2 separate regions of the Danio rerio genome follow, and region 1 is linked to region 2. The links are chromatin contacts, called in public Micro-C maps. All regions are on one chromosome and are shown on one strand. The core of a region is the stretch at or near the end of the contact, and the rest is flanking DNA. Distances in the headings are between cores, read along the strand shown. Region 1 overlaps ggps1 (geranylgeranyl diphosphate synthase 1). Region 2 holds the start of arid4b (AT-rich interaction domain 4B).

What was found. A called contact is a pair of places that touch in the nucleus more often than the background predicts.
Region 1: a contact with region 2 is called in a Micro-C map of caudal fin, with 4 times the contacts expected there. The contact joins the enhancer-like site here to the promoter of arid4b in region 2. A contact is called at or near these places in 2 of 18 Hi-C or Micro-C datasets (caudal fin and an unstated tissue).

The regions. Positions count from the first base shown.
Region 1 is chr13:53,563,825-53,567,368 of GRCz12tu, reverse strand. The region is part of intron 2 of ggps1 (geranylgeranyl diphosphate synthase 1); the gene reads right to left. Among named protein-coding and RNA genes, the nearest start is that of ggps1, 34 kb to the right of the region's middle. Within about 2 kb of position 2,023, at least 16 of the 62 cell types and tissues checked have an H3K27ac peak or open chromatin away from gene starts, as enhancers often do. A contact at or near this core is called in caudal fin, where this site is marked.
Region 2 is chr13:53,523,552-53,527,041 of GRCz12tu, reverse strand. It overlaps arid4b (AT-rich interaction domain 4B), which reads left to right and starts at 1,735. Exons shown (of 25, transcript XM_073920338.1): 1 at 1,735-1,897.

The DNA of each region.
Region 1 (3,544 bases), core at 774-3,273, 40 kb before region 2:
TGTTACATGTTTTCTGTAGCCATACATTTAGACCAAGTAACTAATACTTTCTGGCTGACATCAACATATCATGCAAATGTCCAGATGCTTGACTAACACACACAATAATGCTTCTGGTTTAAACATTTTATGTAGAGGAATTTAAGAAACTTTAACCATTTATTTACAGTATTCTATTGTATATGATGCCTCTGAAATAGAGACTAAACCAAAAGAGAATGAATGAATGAACGATGCTTGTGCAGTCAAAAGTGCTGACAGGACTTATTTGTGGATCTGACGTGAGAATGCTGATATTATGAGGTGAAACACAGAGGTGTAATAGCAGTGGAGTCCTGCAGGTGGCAGCAGCTGCACTATATTAGATGAGCAGTCCGCGTAATCAGGGTGTGTCTGAAATGCAGACCATCATCATCATCTGTGTTTAGTCTGCGCAGAGGTATCAACACATTCACCAGACTTCAAAAAGAGATGTATAAATATAAATACATAAATGCGTTATTGATCATTAAATGGCTTTATAATTTCATGCAGAAAAAAAAACAATACATTCCAAAAAATAAGATTACAAAAAATAATTAAACAAATAAATAAGGTGCACAAAACAATTTAATAAGGAAGAAATATAATTATATATAATTTCACAGGTGTGTTTATTTAGATCCCTGTTGCATTAGAGTTAACAATATTTTCTATTAATTCATACAAACAATAACTATCAGTATACATTTTTTATTTGTCTTTAAGACAGAGAATAAACATGCCACTCAATCTTTATTAAAATAAAAATACATTTATGTAATACTTTATATAATTTTATAGTTGTTTGCATATTAATGTAGAATTTTTATAATGTTTTCTCATTTTATTTTTACGTTGATGCTATTTGATTAATTAAAATATTAAAACGTGTGAATGCATGCAAGGTTAAAGTTCTGTTAATGCTTATCTGCCCCCACTATTAATTATTCATACATTTCATTATGCAGGAATTTGTGGATTTTGAATATGCATACATTTATTTATTTTTTATTTATTTATTATTTATGTAGAAATTTATGAATTTATTATATATATTTATTTATTTGCATATTTATTTATTGTTTTATCCATGCTGGAATTTATGGATTCATTTACCTATTTATATAATAGTGTATTTATTTATAATCTTATTTATGCATTTATTTAATAATTTGGATTTCATATATAAATGTATTTATTTGCATATTTATTTTATTTATGCAGAAATTTAGAGATTTGTTATATAAATTCATTTTGCATATTTATTTATTATTTTATTCATGCAGGAATTTGTGGATTTTTTATATATATTTATTTATTTGCATTTTTCTTTTTTTATTTATTCAGGAATTTATGGATTTGTTATAAAGATTTATTTATCAGCATATTTTTTACTTATGCGTGAATTTGTGGATTTTTTTATATTTATTTATTTGCATGTTTATTTGTTTATTATTTTATTTATGCAAGAATTTATAGATTTATTATATACATTTATTTTTTTAGCATATTTTTTTTATTTATGCAGAAATTTGTGGATTTTTTAAATTTATTTATTTGCATATTTAATTATTATTTTTTTTACGCAGGAATTTGTGGATTTTTTTTTTTCAAATTTTTTTTTTTCCCCTGGAAAAACAATAAAACACAGCTTATTTAATTTAATAAAATTTTTTATTGCAATTCAACCTAATTTATCCAAGTCAACCTAAATTATTGAAATCTTTCCAAATAGAGCTCATCAAATTATCTAGTGAAACAATATACTGCAATATATATCACAATGTCTGATTTTTCCAGTCCTAATATAAAACTTGACTGGAAGCAACGCATGCTATGAACAGATTTGAGTCTACAGAGGCCAAAAAGCATGTTTAAATAAACTCCAGCATCCCACTCTCTGACCTTTACTTTCAAAACCAACAAAACAGGAGAAAATCTGCAGTCCTGAATCACCAGCAGGGGGCGAAAACACTGGCATGAGCTTCAATCATGGTGAACGCAGAGCAGGAAAAACTTCAGGCGGAAAAAAACACAGAGTTGACCTTAACAAGTGTGTATGAAGAGCTGCTGTGAAAAGCCCTCGCGCACGAGTTAAAAGCAGGTTACTGTAAACTGGAGCTGTCAAAGTAATAATAATGGACGCGTCTGAGAGCGAGAGCTGCTGGGAATGAGGCCAAACACACACTTCAGACACACACTGATCGTCTCCATCATATACACACAGCCAGTGTATCGGTGTGACATCTGCAAAAACACATGCTGATTCTGATCTGGGAGCGCTGTTTTTACACACTGGGAGATTTTCGATTTACTCTGCTTTCATCTGCCTTCATGAAGCATTACATCATCTCTGGATGACATCATCTCTGCTTTCTGCTTGCTTACTAATGCCTGCATGAAAACAATCAAGACTTGCAGAGCAAATGCCTGTGTGAAGCATTAACCAGCCACTAATGAAACCATTCGATATCTGTACTAATAATGAGTATTTTTAAAGCTAGATTTATTATAATAATGCTTTTAAAAAGTGCTTAAGATCTTTTTTAATCGACAATATTTAATATAAATGTAATAAATCAAAGACAGAGAGAGATTTTGAAAATGTCTATAATAATGTGGCGGTATTTAATAATATTATATATATTTATTTATACATTAGTCCTTTATTCATCACGAGTTTCCACAGTAGAATAAACTGCCAACTTATCCAGCATATGTTTTACACAGCAGATGCCCTTCCAGCTGCAATCCAACACTGGTAAACACCCATACACACTCTTTTAAACACACACTCTACAGCTCAGTTCATCAGTTCCCCTATAGCGCATGTGTTTGGACTGTGGGGGAAACCAGAGCACCTGGAGGAAACCCACGCCAACACTGGGAAAACATGCAAACTCCACAGAGAAATGCCAACTGACCCCACCAGGACTCGAACCAGTGGCGTTCTTGCTGTGAGGCAACAGTGCTAACCACTGAGCAGCCGAGTCACCCTTAATACAATATATTATGGTAATTAATATGCATAACAACGTTGTGGGTACTTGCACTTTTTGACAATGTTTATTAAAACGATCAAATAAATATGCAAATAAACCTAATAAATATGCAAATAAACCTAATAAATATGCAAATAAACCTAAAGATAATATAAACAGATATAAAGACAAACTAACCTTTTTAAAATAAAATAATAAGGATGTCACAATGGCGGAGTGGTTAGCACGATCGCCTCACAGCAGTCACAGGTCACTGGTTCAGTTGGCATTTCTGTGTGGAGTTTGCATGTTCTCCCTGTGTTGGCGTGGGTTTCCTCCGGGTGCTCCAGTTTCCCCCCCACAGTCCAAACACATGTGCAACAGGTCAATTGGGTTAGCTAAATTGTCCATAGTGTATGAGTGTGTATGGATGTTTCCCAGTGATGGGTTGCAGCTGGAAAGGCATCCGCTGTGTAAAACGTGCTGAATAAGTTAGAGGTTCATTACGCTGTGGCGATCCCAGATTAATAAAGGGAGTAAGC
Region 2 (3,490 bases), core at 486-2,985:
CGGTATGTGAACTTACACCTTTACATTTCAGTGTAAGCATTCAGTGTCCGCAGTTTAATTTACCTGATATGAAATGAGAATTGCAGAGTCAAGCATTTTTAATTAGGTCCTCACTTCATTCAGCTCCCTTTCAGCCAAAGATGTCTGCAGTTGGCATTAAAAGCAGTGTGGTGTACGGTAAAGTTTACGTTACTACCACACAACACGACATGTTTGCTATTGCAACCGGTCTCTTTTTGCAACCGGGAACCTGTGTGACGTCATGTGTGATGTAGGTTGGTAATTTATCTAAAAGTATGCGGATTTAAAATCAACAACATAATTTGTAAATTCTGATAATTAAATGGCACAACCCAAAATAAATAATGCTAATCAAAAGGATGAGTCGGCTCTGTGTATTCATTCATTTTCTTTTCAGCTTAGTCCCTTTATTAATTCGCGGTCGCCACAGCGGCATGAACCGCCAACTTATCCAGCAAGTTTTTACATAGTGAACGTCCTTCCAGCCGTAACCCATCTATGGGAAACATCCAGACACACTCATTCACACTCATACACTACGGACAATTTAGCCTACCCACTTAACCTGTACCGCATGTCTTACCAGAGGAGAACATGCAAACTTATTAGCTGGTTCAGGTGTGTTTAATTGGGGTTGGAACTAAAATATGCAGGACACCAGCCCTCCAGGACCAAGTTTAGACACTCCTGCTAAGATGTATTAGATAAAAACACAATTTAAAGCTGGTTTATACTAATTATTTTGATGATTGATGCATCTTATAACTCATACCTTATTATTCAAAGATGAAAGATAGCGAGTTTGGGTAAAGGTTTTATCCATTTCCTTAGAATACAGATGTGTATGAGATGTGAATGCTGATGTTATAACCTCTTTATATACCTGTACAACTTCTTAACAGGGGTGACGCAGTGGCACAGTAGGCAGTGCTGTCACCTCACAGCAAGAAGGTCGCTGGTTCGAGCCTCGGCTGGGTCAGTTGGCGTTTCTGTGTGGAGTTTGCATGTTCTCCCTGCATTCACGAGGGTTTCCTCCGGGTGTTCCGGTTTCCCCCACAGTCCAAACACATGCGATCAGGTGAATTGGGTAGGCTAAATTGTCTGTAGTGTATGAGAGTGGGAATGAGTGTGTATGGATGTTTCCCAGAGATGGGTTGCAGCTGGAAGGACATCCGCTGCGTAAAACATATGCTGGACAAGTTGGCGGTTCATTCTGCTGTGGCGACCCCAGAATAAAAGGGGACTAAGCCAAAAAGAAAAAGAACTTCTACACAATTACTTTAAGCTAAATAAACAGTGCCGAGATTAAGTAATCAATGACTTTAAATAGAAACATGAACACAGTAATGGAGAACATCTCGAATCAAACTTCTGTTATTCAAAGAAACCTTTCGACTCTTCCTCGCAAAGAGCAAGCGCGTGAAAGTAGGCGGAGCCTGGTTGTATTTCCCCACTCACTGTTGAACTCTGGGAAATGTAGTTTGAGTCATCATTGTGTGCTTCATTGCTCTGGGGACTGTAGAACACGAGAGTCGAGCTCAAAACCTACAAGTCCCGTGTATCCTTGCGAGGAAAACGCTTTGCTACGATTTTACCGTCCAATAGAAAACAAGCGGGGCGGTTCGCGCGAGTGCAACAGCCAATCAGCGCGCGCGCTGTCCTCAGTGGGCGGTTTTGTGTATCCTTCAGCCCGTTTCAGAAAGAGAGAGGATTATTACACAGAGAAAACGAGTGCGACTGACGAGCGATTTGTCGGATTCGCATCCCGACACCTTTCCTATATTTTCGGACGACGTTTCCAGCATCGATCATCGATGATTTGTCCAATGGATTACTAATTTAACGGAGGAACACCGCGACCTGTCTTCTACATCAGGTAGGACATTATGTTGACCAGATAAAGTCTTAATGGAGACGGAGATCGAAAGAAAACTAAGCTGCATCGAGCCTCAATATTGAACTAAATGATCCCCCCATGACGTTATATGCGAGGATGTAATTTAATCGTTGTGTTTTGACAACGAGACGTAGCCTTGTTTTCACAGAAAATGGCTTTACGATGTAAATGGTGCATCTAAACAGCGGGGGACTTTTTGTTCGCCTTTATTAGTTTGTTATTAGCAACTTCGGGCTTCACTTGTACCAGCAGATGTTGTGTTGGAATTCGCCAAAAGACTCGAGCACTTTTCTGTTCGCTGCTCGCCATCAAATAGCTGATGTGGGGGGAAACACTGCCTTGTTGGGTCCCTTACGTAAGGCTTTGTGCGATCCGAAGAGATATTTAGACGGAATAAGCGATGAAATCTGACAGGACGAATGTATGCATTGTGATTTTTATTTGTGTGTGTGTGTGTGTGTGTGCAGCGGCTGAAATCTTTGCTCTTCGGAAACTCTCCTGTGATTGTGATGCGAATGAATCAACATCGTTGCAGTTTTCATCTTAATATCATCGCGAATTTAGGTGTTTATTCTGAGCCGTGGATCGTTTCGGAGCGTGAGCCGAAATGGCTGGCGAGGCACGCTGTAGTTTCCCCAGCAAGCCCGTTTTCATCTCTAGTCGCAACGGAGACTGTTAACGTTACATTTCACACTGATAATCGGTTGTGTCGACGGCACGGACGTTACAGTCCGAACGCGACAGTTATTGTTTGGGGTGACATTGTCATTAGGGCTCAACGCGACGCGTTTGTTTTTCATTCAATTGAAGTGATGATGAGGATGATGATGATGATGATGTCGAAGGAAAACAAGTCTGATTTCCCCGATCGGAGCAAGTTGTTTGGGTTGACCTTGTTCGGGAAGGCTCATTGTGTTGTTTGTTGAGCGTGTTGCACACCAGCCGTCAGCATTTTGTAGCGTTGTCTCCTCCACATAAACACCAAAAAGCGTGTCAGTTCTTTGTGATTTTACCGTCTTGCTTTTCTCCATCGGGACGGGTTGGCTTTATAGTCGAAATAGCAATGTCGCCGTCGTCCCACTTCTCGAAGTCGACATGGCTCGCAATAATAGAAGTGGGGCGGCGGATTTAGCTCCTTTGTACAGTTAAACCAGCGCTGAACGTCGCAATGATAAAAATGTCGATGTCAAGCGACTGCAGTTGTGTGGCACAGAAATGGCGTCATAATGCTGTAGCGCAGTCGACATTACGCGAACCCGCGCACGCAGACTCCTGTAGTTTATCAAAGCGACATTAACTTTCTCTCACAGTTTAACTCTGCTTGTTTCACTCGATTGTAATGCTGACTCCTCAACTCCGAGAGTTCGCCTGCAGAAGCGAGGATCTCCTCGTTCGCTTCTGTGGTCAGGATCACGTTGAGTTCAAAGAGACACGAGGTCATTATATAAACACGTATGGCTTATAGATTGTTTTTGTGTCTAAATACCACACATATTCGTTATTTTACCGAGGTGTTATCAATGAATGGCTGTCTTTACTAATCACAACTGTCTCTCTGTCACAGCCAGGAGG